Regions from separate parts of the Zea mays genome. Here region 2 is linked to region 1. The links are chromatin contacts, called in public Hi-C maps. All regions are on one chromosome and are shown on one strand. The core of a region is the stretch at or near the end of the contact, and the rest is flanking DNA. Distances in the headings are between cores, read along the strand shown. Region 1 holds the start of LOC100279390. Region 2 has its middle 12 kb from the start of LOC100274602.

Evidence for each region. A called contact is a pair of places that touch in the nucleus more often than the background predicts.
Region 2: a contact with region 1 is called in a Hi-C map of ear, with 1.5 times the contacts expected there. The contact joins the enhancer-like site here to the promoter of LOC100279390 in region 1. A contact is called at or near these places in 2 of 25 Hi-C or Micro-C datasets (ear and leaf).

Annotation. Positions count from the first base shown.
Region 1 is chr3:214,494,671-214,497,543 of Zm-B73-REFERENCE-NAM-5.0, forward strand. It overlaps LOC100279390, which reads left to right and starts at 1,329. Exons shown (of 2, transcript NM_001152403.2): 1 at 1,329-1,585; 2 at 1,728-2,768. The coding sequence starts at 2,119. The coding sequence ends at 2,505.
Region 2 is chr3:214,607,248-214,610,138 of Zm-B73-REFERENCE-NAM-5.0, forward strand. No RefSeq gene overlaps it. Among protein-coding and RNA genes, the nearest start is that of LOC100274602, 12 kb to the right of the region's middle. Within about 2 kb of position 1,579, at least 14 of the 20 cell types and tissues checked have an H3K27ac peak or open chromatin away from gene starts, as enhancers often do. A contact at or near this core is called in ear and leaf, where this site is marked.

The sequences.
Region 1 (2,873 bases), core at 79-2,578:
TTGTCTACTTTACTGCGATTCTATTCTTTCTAGCATTTCACTTCACTTACAATATTGCTCTATGTTTAATACTCACCTTGTGAGAGCAATTAAGTGAAGAAGTCCTCTCCTCACACACTCTTCATTCGAACTTGGTTTTTGGTCTCACTAATCCATTTTAGACCAAGTTTGTTTTTGTTGAGTTGTTTTTTACAGGATCACATATTCACCCCCTCTCAAGGTGCTCTCAGCAAGCCACTATGTTTATAGGTTCCTAGAGTGCACAAAACAAGGGACCACTTGATGATCCAGTATAGAAGCAAAATATAAAGCTATCGTCAATGCAAAGACAAAGGTCATGTGGGTTCAAATTCTTCTCAGAGAACTCAAGATTCACAGTCTAAGAGCAACCAAGATGTGATGTGATAATATAGGAGCAAAATATCTTTTAATCAATCTAGTCTTTCACGCACATACATAACCTATAGAAGTGGATTATCACTTTGTACAAGAACACGTTGTAGGGCGGATGCTAGAAATCGAGTTAGTATCATCCAAAGATCAGGTAGCTGATGGTTTTACATAACCTTTACAAGTGAGGAGGAGGGGGAGGAGGCGGTGGGATCTCGAGGGGAGGGAGGAGGCGTGAGTGAGGGATGAGGGAGAAAGAACGATACAAATAATATTAGCCCTTGGATTTGAGTGAGTGAGACAGAGAGGAGGGATATTCAGCGATCTAAACTATTGGTTTTGATGGTGTGTTATGTGTGGGTGCAATTCATTTGTATGCAGCATGGAGGTTATAACCCTTAGCTTATCATGTTAGGAGTCTCAAGTAAATGTTACCGCACTGTATTATTCATGTGGCAGTTATTATAAACCTATTAGAACTAGCTTGGTGGCAAAAAGGTTGAGAGGGGAAATCCCTTGCCACCAAACTAGCCCCTGTAGTTCAACAACAATTGGAACACTAATCTAGATAACTCTATTCTAATTTCGATTAGATTGAGCACTGAATCTATTTAGCTTGTATGGTAGCTCCAACTCCAAGGATACGAGATTGTCAAGAGAACAATAGTCTAATACGCTCCTTTTTATAAAAACCGGGCTGGAAATGAGCCGATGAATGAACAGGATCGATCGGACCGTCCCGGTCTAATACCCTCTTTGTTTGTTTGTTTGTTGGAACATATATACTACTACTATACACGGCGCCGGCGCCGGCTCCGTCCAAACTCCAGCGTCCATACACAACGGAATAAAACCACTAATTGTCTGACGAAAGCGATAGCATGACCATCAATCAGGCAGTGAGATTGAAAGCGAAGGAAAATAGGAAAAGAGGTTTTGCTTCAAAGAAACCTCTTCGACCCGCGCGCTCCCACCCACCAGTGAAGAAAAAGAGAAGCCCACACGCGACGCGAGGTTATTGAGCGGTAGGGAAGGAGGAGCAAGAAGGCCGGCCAAGCGGAGGCATCAGCATCACATCGAGCATGCTGGAGCTCCTGCTCGTGGGGTGCAGCGGCGTGGTGGTGCTCCTCCACGGCGCCAGCCTCTTCCTCCGCGCGCTCTTCGCCCCGCGCCACGCCGTCGCCAGGCCCATCAGGTGCGTGCGTGCGTGCTTGCCGTGCGCGGGCGGCCGCGAGCGCCGAGCCGATGCCGATCCATCTGCCGTTCTGCACACTTGCGCGCCGCGGGCGTCTCACAGAGCGGGGCTTCCTGCTTGGTGTTTGGTTTGTTTCGTGCAGCTTCCTCGGGTTCGTGGCCTGATCGTTCGCAATGGCCATCGGGCGCGGACTGCGGAGATGATCGTTTCGAGTAGCTGCCACCGAAGATCCATCGACTGATGCAGCTGTGTGTGTGTGCCCACAAGTTCTCGTTCGTTTGTGTGTCAGTGTGTGTGGCATAGCCGTCGGTTCAGACGTTGGCACCGGCCAGGGAAGGGGAGCGCCGATGTTGTTCAGTGATATACCAAACCCACGGCAGGGAGTAAAATACAATTTCAGTCCTTAAACTTATCGGACTATATTATTCCGGTTCATAAACTTGTAAAGTATATCTTTTAAAGCCTTAATCGTTATTCAGGTCTATATGAGGTTCAAATCGGATTGAAACAGCTCCGGTAGCAAGCCTTAATCCATGCCCAATTGCTATGCTCTTTTACCCATCCATGAATATCTACAAAAGCTGTCCAGCCTCTGCTCTTCCATGTTCGTCGTCGGGCAGGTGGTGATGGGCCTGCCGCCCTTCTTCCACATCTACGCATCACCGGCATCTGCTCCGCCACGCTGCGGCACAAGAGATCCCCTCAGCTCCAGGTCCGTCATGACTCATGACAGCCGCCGCACCGCTCGCGTCGGACCTCGTGGCGCCGTTCAAGCGGAAGTTCCCGGGCGTGCAGGTGGAGGAGACGTACGGGCTCACGGAGCACAGCTGCATCACGCTGACACACGCCGGCGGCGGCGAGGACGTGGGGTCGACGGTGCAGGTCGCCAAGAAGAAGCCGGTCGGAATCATCCTGCCTAACCTGACCTGGAGGTGAAGTTCGTGGACCTCGACACGGGGCGGTCGCTGCCCAAGAACACGCCGGGGGAGATCTGCGTGCAGAGCCAGGCCGTGACGCACGGCTACTTACACTACAGGAGGAAGGAGGAGACGGAGCGCACCATCGACGCCGCGGGGTGGCTCCACACCAGCGACATCGGATACATATCTTCGTAAATGGTTAAAGTCCTAATTATTTTTAATTCAAAAATAAATAGAATTAGGGCACGATATTAATCCGATTCGATTATTACATTTTATGGGGTAAATTTTATAGTATATTCTCACCGTACCACGTACATGGACGATGACAACATGTTCATCGTGGACCAAATCAAGGAGCTCATCAA
Region 2 (2,891 bases), core at 329-2,828, 110 kb after region 1:
GTGGAAGCGGCGGCGGTGGAGGAGGAGGAGGAGGAGGAGGAGTAGTAGTAGCCGTCGAGGTCGAAAGACACGGAGTGGGGGCGGGCGCCGTCGCGGTCGCGGTCGCGGGTCCCCGCGAGGGTGAGCGTGGCGGAGAGGTGGGTAGCGGCGGGGTCGGAGGTGGCCCTGGCCGAGCCGCCGCGCGGGTAGAAGGTCAGAGCGCGGGTGTAGGGACGGTCGCGGGCGAAGCGGAGGTCGCGGCCGCCGGAGAAGTGGCCGGCGGTGATCGAAGGGAGAGACCGGTAGGCGCCGTGGGCCGGCGGTGATGGAAGGTCAGAGCGCGAGTGCTTGGCGATGGGGAGGTCGCGCGGGGGAGCGGAGCCGCAGAGCGTGGAGAAGGACGCGGCCTTGGCGGACGGAAGCAGCAGCAGGAGACGGAGGAGGGAGAGGAGAAGGAATTGATGGGCGGAGGAGGCGTCGGTCCTCTGAGGCCGCGCCATTGCTGGCAAGCAGAGGCAGCAAGACGGTGTGCTCTTAGAAATGCTGCGCGTGTGCCGGTTTTTAGCGAGCAGCGTTGAATTGATGGAGAGATTTTGATATTTGCCATGAGCAAGAAACAGGTTTGTAAAATTGTCATCAGGCCCACATTTCATATATCCAGCTGGACCCATAATTTATAGACACAGTGGTAATTATAACAGGAAGACAACATTGTGAGTGGCAAAAATCTAATTATCTAGAATTGATGCGGTCGTTTTTAGAAGGCGGGGCGGGAGGGAGACAATACCAAGGTTCGCGCGCGACGAGTCAATAGTCATCGACCGACTTGGTGGATACAGATCGTATCATGCAATGGATAGAACCTCCTGCTTCCTGCGTCGGGAGACCAAGACCTCAGTTACAAACAAGTTCAGTAAAACGTCAGTTTGTGCACGACCGGGCGGGTTAACTTTTGCAGAGTTTAATCGATAATGCTCCACTTCACAACGAAGATGCGCGACTGAAGTCGTCGGGAAAAAAAATGACATGCTCAGCATGGGCTGGGACTCAACTGTTGACAGGCTGAGAGTGCGCAATTGCTCTACATGTCTAAATAGTCCGTGCCTGTCGGACGGTACATGGCACACCACGCTTTTAGCCCGTCACAAACACAGCACGATCGTGATTAATTTTTGTAATTTTTCAGCGCATTTTTTATAAATATTAAAAGAAACTTTAATAGTTTACTTATAAAATAAATTTAGTTTAGTGGGCTAGAATGGTGTGGCTAGGCAATTTAAAGCCTCCAACCAGAGTTCAAATCCTTTCAAAGCTTGTTTTTAGTTTTTTTACTTATTTTTCTTCCCACTCCAGTTAAAGCACGGCGAGCCCTTGCCGACCGAAGGTGGACCCGTGCCGGGCTCAGCTCACCCATTTGGATAAGTATAGTCACCGCTATCCACCTCCCGTCTCCACGAAAAGACACCCGTTTGGACATGTATAATTTTTTTTTTGTTATTCTCCTTCCCACTTTGGTCAAAACACGATGGGTCTTAACGGGCTGCGGACCGGCCGGCACGACGTGGCTATATCCGTGCCTAACGGGCCAAAACGTGCTAGCCGAAGGTGGGCCCATGCTGGACCCGTCCCATCCGTTTGGACCTGCATAATCACCGCTATCCATCTCCAGTCTCCACGAAACAAGACACACGTTTCGAAAATCCAAAGGCACCTGGTGACGACCGACAAGTGGTTCCAGTTTTCTTCGGTCAGTATTTTATCTTTGAGACTTTGACCATGGGTGGGACAGCTAGAGCTAGCGCGGTAGAGGCGATGATAGCAGAAGCAGAGTAGCAAACCCAACGGTGAGGACAGGCAACAAAGCGAATCCAGGAGGAAGACATTCACAGACCACAAAGACCTTAGTTCGATTATTCTTGTACTATGTGAATTGGATGAGATTGGAAAAAATTATTATAGATTTTGATTTATTTGGGATTTGAAACCCACTCAATCTCACTCAATCCAAATGGATTAAGAGCAAAACGAACCAGACTTAGAATCCCAGATGGATGGATGGATGGATGGATGGCAGCAGCCAGCAGCAATCACGGCATCGACTGAAGAAAAACAAATTTCAGTCACCTGAGGGGACGGATGCTTATCACCCGAACTAACAGTTTCTGAGGGTTTTCTGATTGCAAACAACCAGTATGTAGAAAAGAAACACACAACGGCGCGGATGGCTCAATAGCGAGCGAGCTAGCTCCACCGGCAACATCCATCCTTGCCGGCTCTACACCAACACCACTGTTGCTCCGCCTCCGCCACCATCCGGCCGGCGCACCCGCCCCCATCTTTTGGCTGCTGCTGAGGACACAACGACCTACATGGCAGGCATAAGGTGACAAGGCTGGCGCCTGGCTGAGATTACCAAGAAGGGAACGAGGCAATGACGCAGGCGCGTTTGGATTCAGCCCGCGGACGCCTTGCCAAACTGGCCGGCCGGCTAAAATTCAGCCCCCGCGCGCGCTCCGATTCGGCCGCAGAGATGAAACGAAAATGAACTGCCGAGTTGGCGGCACTGGATGGAGCATGCATGCAAGCCGAATAGTAGCAGCAAACCAAACGCAGCCCTTTTCCAGCGTCAACGCTCCACGGCTGAAGTTTTGGCAGAGAGCACACCGGCTTCCAACAAAATCGCGCCAGCCTGACAGAGAGCATTATCCGGCTCCGATGTAAATGGCAGGAACAATGCAGACAATCATAAAACCGGCCGGCATGTTTGTACCTTATCGACTGACGACTGTACTGCTGGTCGCGTTATCAATCACCGTCACTCCTTACCTACCATATTGATCTAGTATACAGTCATTACTATTGAGCTAAAGCAGTGACGAATCTAGCTTAAAAAATACTGGGGCATTGAAATT